Regions from separate parts of the Canis lupus genome. Here region 1 is linked to region 2. The links are chromatin contacts, called in public Hi-C maps. All regions are on one chromosome and are shown on one strand. Each heading gives the region's core, a stretch centred on a gene start, on an enhancer-like site or on the middle of the called end of the contact. The rest is flanking DNA. Distances are from core to core; before and after follow the strand shown. Region 1 overlaps LOC111094371 (a long non-coding RNA gene). Region 2 holds the start of TTLL4 (tubulin polyglutamylase TTLL4).

Region 1 (2,700 bases), core at 48-2,547, 49 kb after region 2:
AAGAAAACTAAGGAAGAGGTTGTAGAATATGCTAAACCTTTGGCCAATAGAATGAAGGAGGCCAAAGAAAAGCACCAGGAACAGGTTACCAGGAGATGGGGACTGTCCTCTCTGAGAGCTTCCACCTCGAAGTCTCAGTCCAGTCAAGAGGAGATTTTTCTAAGAGTAACAAATAAATTCCATCAGCCATCAGATCTTTAAAAAAAAAAAAAAAAGCCACCAAAAAAATAGAAACCGGAAACGAAATATGTGATGACAGCACTAGAAACCACTTCCTCATTTTGAACAGACAATGTACCCATTGTTTGGTAGCATTACTGCCCCCTTGTTATACAATCACCCACATAATATCATTCAGGCAACACCACTGCCCAGAGACTATGCTGGTGATCTTTCTGCCCCGGAGAGTTGCTCTCAGCTCAGTGTCACCGTTCATTAAAAGTGATTTTGAGAAACTCACTAATGTTGTTGGAATTGTAAGTTAGTCTTCCAAGGTTGGTCTTGTAAACCTGTTGAAATTCTGGGTTTGGAAATGGAAGTTGGTCCTTTGGTTTTATTCTTAGCCTCTCATTTACTCTAGTGAGTACACTTGATCGTGGGTCCAGCCAAACCCTCTCCTATCCTTCACACTATCTACAAAAGCTCTAACAAGCTTCTAGATGGAGGATCATGGGGGTACAAATTATATGCACAGGGAGGACCCATAACATAGTATCCAGCTTTTCTCTGGAGTGTCATGCCTCGTTTCCCACCAGCCCTGGGCTGGTCTGGGCCTCTTTCTTTCCTTATTTACTCCGTCTCTTCCTTCTTTCCCTCCTCCCTTCCTCCCTCTCTATAGTTTTTTGTTTTTTGTTTTTTTTGGTGGCAAAATATATATAAAATAAAATTGGCCCATTTTAACCATTTTAAATGTACAACTCAGTAGCATTAATGACATGCACATTATTACATAACCATTATCTCTACGTGTTGCCAAATATTTCATCACCCCAAACAGATGGCCCAAGTGGGAGGTTTTTTGTTTGTTTTTTCCCCCAAAGGGAACCGCAACAATTTCTTTGGAAACTCATGTAATTTTTTTTTTTTTTTTTTTTTGTTTAATGATAGTCACACACACACACACAGAGAGGCAGAGACACAGGCAGAGGGAGAAGCAGGCTCCATGCACCGGGAGCCCGACATGGGATTCGATCCCACATCTCCAGGATCGCGCCCTGGGCCAAAGGCAGGCGCTAAACCGCTGCGCCACCCAGGGATCCCAACTCATGTAATTCTATAACTGATCTGGTCACTCCTCCGTTAGGAATTCGAGTGTACCATCCCTCCCCCTGAGCATGGAACTTCTCTGACGAAAGCGTATGGCAAAACGGATGCTGTGTCACTTTTGAAGCAGGCTAATAAAAGGTCACGCCGCTTCTGTCTTATTCTTTGGAACATTCATGCTCAGAGCCCTGGGCTGCCATGTAGTGGTAAGTCCTACTGCTTCACTCCTGGAAGCCCAGCCACACAGAAAAGCCATGTGAGGACATTCTGGATGGCAATCCTTGCCCCTGAGTCACTGGGCACTTCCAGATTCTTCCAGCCCTCAGCCTTTGAATCCTTCAGCCTGAGCTCTCACACATCATAGAACAGAAACGAGCGATTCCCACTGTGCCCACTCCCGATCCCCTGACTCACAGAATCCGTACCTGTAACACAGCAGTTGTTGTTTTAAGTTGCTAATTATTTGGACAGTTTGTTATGCAGCAATAGCAGAAATCTAATACACATGACTGGTTTTAAAGTGTCATGCTCAGTATGTTAGAACACATTAGCTCCAGTTGCCTTCCTGCCTTTTGCATTATTATTACTATGACATTGTGATTTATGATATATATATCACGCAGATGACCAAAACATATTCTTCATCCGTGGCTCCTGGCTCACAGCTCCTAGGACCCTTGGAATTTCCTGAGCAATAAGAGCAGTGGGACAATCTTTTGTTACAACATTTGCTCTCTCGTCTTCAGTTCCCGAAATCACTCCCGAGCCATAAAGGTACAACAAGTGTCTGGCTATTCCTCACGAGCCCCTTTGCACCCCAATTGAGTTTACATTCATAAAGTGACTTTTGGAAAGCACCTAAGAGGGGAGGCTGGTCGCCAGGGGGAACCAACCAGGAATAGAGGATTGGAACTTCCAGTCCCAACCCCTGATTCCCAGGGAGGGGAGTGGGGCTGGAGGTGGAATCAATCACCAACAGCCAATGATTTCACCAACATGCCTCTGTAATGAAGCCTCCGTAAAAAACCCAAAGGATGGGGTTTGGAGAGCTTCCAGTTTGGGGAACCAGAAGGCTTCCACATGCCTCTGTGCTGGGCCCAAAGTCCACGGGGACAGAGGCTCCTTTGTTCTGGATGTTGTCCTGTTTCTCTTCGTCTGGCTGTTGGTTTATCTCCTTTAAAATTCTTTGTAATAAACTAGCGATCTCGTGAGTGACTGGGTTTCCTGAGTTCAGTGAACTGCTCTGGCAAATTAATCAAAGCCCCAAACTTAGAACCCTCTGATTTACAGCTAGTTGGTCAGAAGTACAGACAACTAACTACCTGAATTCATGGCTGGCATCTGAAGTCTAAGGAGGAGGCCATGGGAACCTCCAGGCTGTAGCTGGGTGGTCAGAAGTACAGATAACCTGGGCTTGCAATGGTACCTGCAGGGGTG
Region 2 (2,700 bases), core at 160-2,659:
TCTTAAAATCCTTTTCCATATAATATTTACAGGTTCCTGGAATTAGGATGTGGATATATCTGTGGCAGGGGGGGCCACCATTCAGTCAACTGCAGTAACGAAATTAACAATGGATTCTTAACACCTGTCTTTGTTCATAATATTCCCAGTCCACATTCAGATTTCTCCGTTGTCTCAAAAATATCGTTTACAATTGGTTTATTTGAATCAGGATCCAGGCAAGGTCCACTCACTGCATTTGATAATCTCTTAAGTCTCCTACAATCTAGAACACCTCACTCTATAAAAAAAACTCTGAAACTGTTGAAGAAATGAGGCCATTTATCTCTACATTGGCCCACATTCTGGGTTCGTCGGATTGCTTTCTTGCAGTGTCATTATTTCTCTTTACTTCCTATGAAGTGGAAGTTGGAGTCAAAGGTTATATTAGGTTCAGATTCAACTATCTTTTGACAAAAATACCCTATTTCCTAAATAGTGAGGTTCAAATTGCATCACATTAGGGGACATAATTTATGGCTGTCTCACATTTCATAATCTAAGATTGGGAAAAAAAAAAATAATCTAAGATTGGTTAAAATATGTAGGTGATCTTTCCTGTGTAAATTCCTCCAGTCAGTCCTCTCATGGTTTTAGCATCTGTCAATACTGTTGCTGAAATCAATTATTAAGCTTCCTTGCTCTGGTCCAGATTGTTTTTATTAGGATAGTTTCACCTTTTATTATGTCCTTTATTTCTGTAGCCTACTGTTTAGAAAAGACCTTTTCACCCGCTAGCTCTTTCGATTGTCATTCAGATCCATTAGGTCTAGTGATATCTCGGACTAAGGACATCTGGGGTACTGTCTGCCTTGCCTAGGGAGATGAGTTGAGTCAGTTTTTTCTAAAGTTCATACCTGAAGCCCATAAAGCAGGTGGTTGTAATAGTACTCTACTGAGTGGATTGGAGTTAGGGTAAAATGGGTTGGAGGGAAAGGGGATCTAGCAATGTCTCCTTTCCTGGGGTTCAAAGTCAAGAGACTTTTGCTTAAAAGAACTATTAAGAAACTTCTTTAATAAAGTTTGAACTCTTTGATTTTAGAGGAGCGAATTAAAGCACGGCCAAAGAAAAAGTCCATACAGGTGAGGTGGCATCAAGGCCCAGAGAATCCTGGAATCCCAGAACGTACTCTTTAGCGGGTGGGGGTTGGAGGCCTGTGTTAATCTCAGGACTACATCTCCCAGAATTCCGCCCTCCGGGTCTCACGCGCCCTGAAGCGACTGCGCGTGCGCGAGGCAGGTGACGGCCTGCCCTCCCGGGCCCCACAACCCCCGAGATTCCGCGCGCCGGCCTCCCGCCCGCCCGCCGCCGCGATCGCCCCTTCCAGGCCTTCAGTCCGTCCGCTGGGGGCGCGCGCAGTGCGTGGCAGGCGGCGCCGGCGGCTGGGAGCGCGGGGCGCGCGGCGGTGCGTGGTTGCTAGGGGCGTCTGAGGCCGCCAGCTCGCCCAGCAGGCGGAGGGAGGAAGCCGCGCGGAGCCGGCGGCGAGCGGAGCCGAGGCGAGGCGGAGTCGACTAGGTGAGTGTGGCTGTGAAGCCGGGGGAGCGAGCCTCCGCCCGCCGCCCCGCCGCCCCGCCGCCCCGCCGCCCCGCCCTCTGCGCGGGTCCTTCCGCGCGGGTCCCCAGCCCTGCGGCGCCTCCCGCCCCGGCCCCGCGCCCTGCCCGCCGCCTCTCCCTGTCCGGGGCGGCGAGGGGGCTTGCGGCCTCCCACCCGGCCGGCTCTTCGCGCGGCCTCGGGACCCTTCCCCGTCTCCGCCACGCCCCGGGAGCCTAGGCAGCCCCGCAGCATCCCCTCAGCCTGGGCCTCCGTCCTCCTGGTTCCCGCCGCGCTGCGGTTTAAATCCTCCCCGCCCGGGGGTGAGCCCAGGCTCCTCTCCATTCGTGGCTGAGTTGAACATGGATGCCCACCTTTTCCTGTCCCCATCCTGTAGCTATAGAGAAGTGCTTTCCTAAACTGGAGAGTTTCAAACAGAATTTGAGATCTTGTAAATTTCTCTCCTTTATCCATCCCTTTATGTAATCATTCATTCAACGTTTTTTTTACGAACATCGACAAATATTTAATGAGCCGGCGCACTGTGGAAGGCGCTGGAAGACAGCAGTGGTGAACGAGGCAGGCTTGTCTTCGCGGAGCTTATAGTCCGGGGGAGATTTTAACCAAGTACAAGCGTTTGCCATACTGCGTGGTGTGTGCCCTCGTGGAAAGTTAACCCGACTCGCTTGGAAAACTATGTATCTGATCCCCATTCTTTGGTCTTCGCACCCTCATTCTGGATCTAGGAAATGTTTTAATCCTTCCTTTATAGAGTCCTCCTTGCTGCCTTAGATACTCCAATCGCATCTTCCTCTACTTCTTCACCTGTTGATTTAGCCAATCAGGAAGTAGTTAGGGAACCCTTCGGGACAGCTTTCTGTCCATCTTCATTTCTTGCAGCAAGTATTGAAACACTGTTTGAGATCCACGCCCTCCCCCTTGATGCTGAGAAAGTTATTACCAGCTGCTTGTTGGTTGGACTGAATGCACATTGAAAAATTATCAAGTGTTTTCTGGGAATAAAGAAGTGGAGAGCACATTCTAGATACAAAGTAACTTTAGAAAAAACACAGCAAGGCCTAAAAAGAGAACTGGAAACAGTTTGACAAATGCAACCTGGGTTTGGAGGT

The links. A called contact is a pair of places that touch in the nucleus more often than the background predicts.
Region 1: a contact with region 2 is called in a Hi-C map of blood, with 2.2 times the contacts expected there. The contact joins the enhancer-like site here to the promoter of TTLL4 in region 2. A contact is called at or near these places in 2 of 9 Hi-C or Micro-C datasets (both in blood).

What each region holds. Positions count from the first base shown.
Region 1 is chr37:25,227,129-25,229,828 of UU_Cfam_GSD_1.0, forward strand. The region is part of intron 3 of LOC111094371 (a long non-coding RNA gene); the gene reads left to right. Among named protein-coding and RNA genes, the nearest start is that of CYP27A1, 13 kb to the right of the region's middle. Within about 2 kb of position 1,298, at least 7 of the 20 cell types and tissues checked have an H3K27ac peak or open chromatin away from gene starts, as enhancers often do. A contact at or near this core is called in blood, where this site is marked.
Region 2 is chr37:25,178,261-25,180,960 of UU_Cfam_GSD_1.0, forward strand. It overlaps TTLL4 (tubulin polyglutamylase TTLL4), which reads left to right and starts at 1,410. Exons shown (of 19, transcript XM_038585750.1): 1 at 1,410-1,555.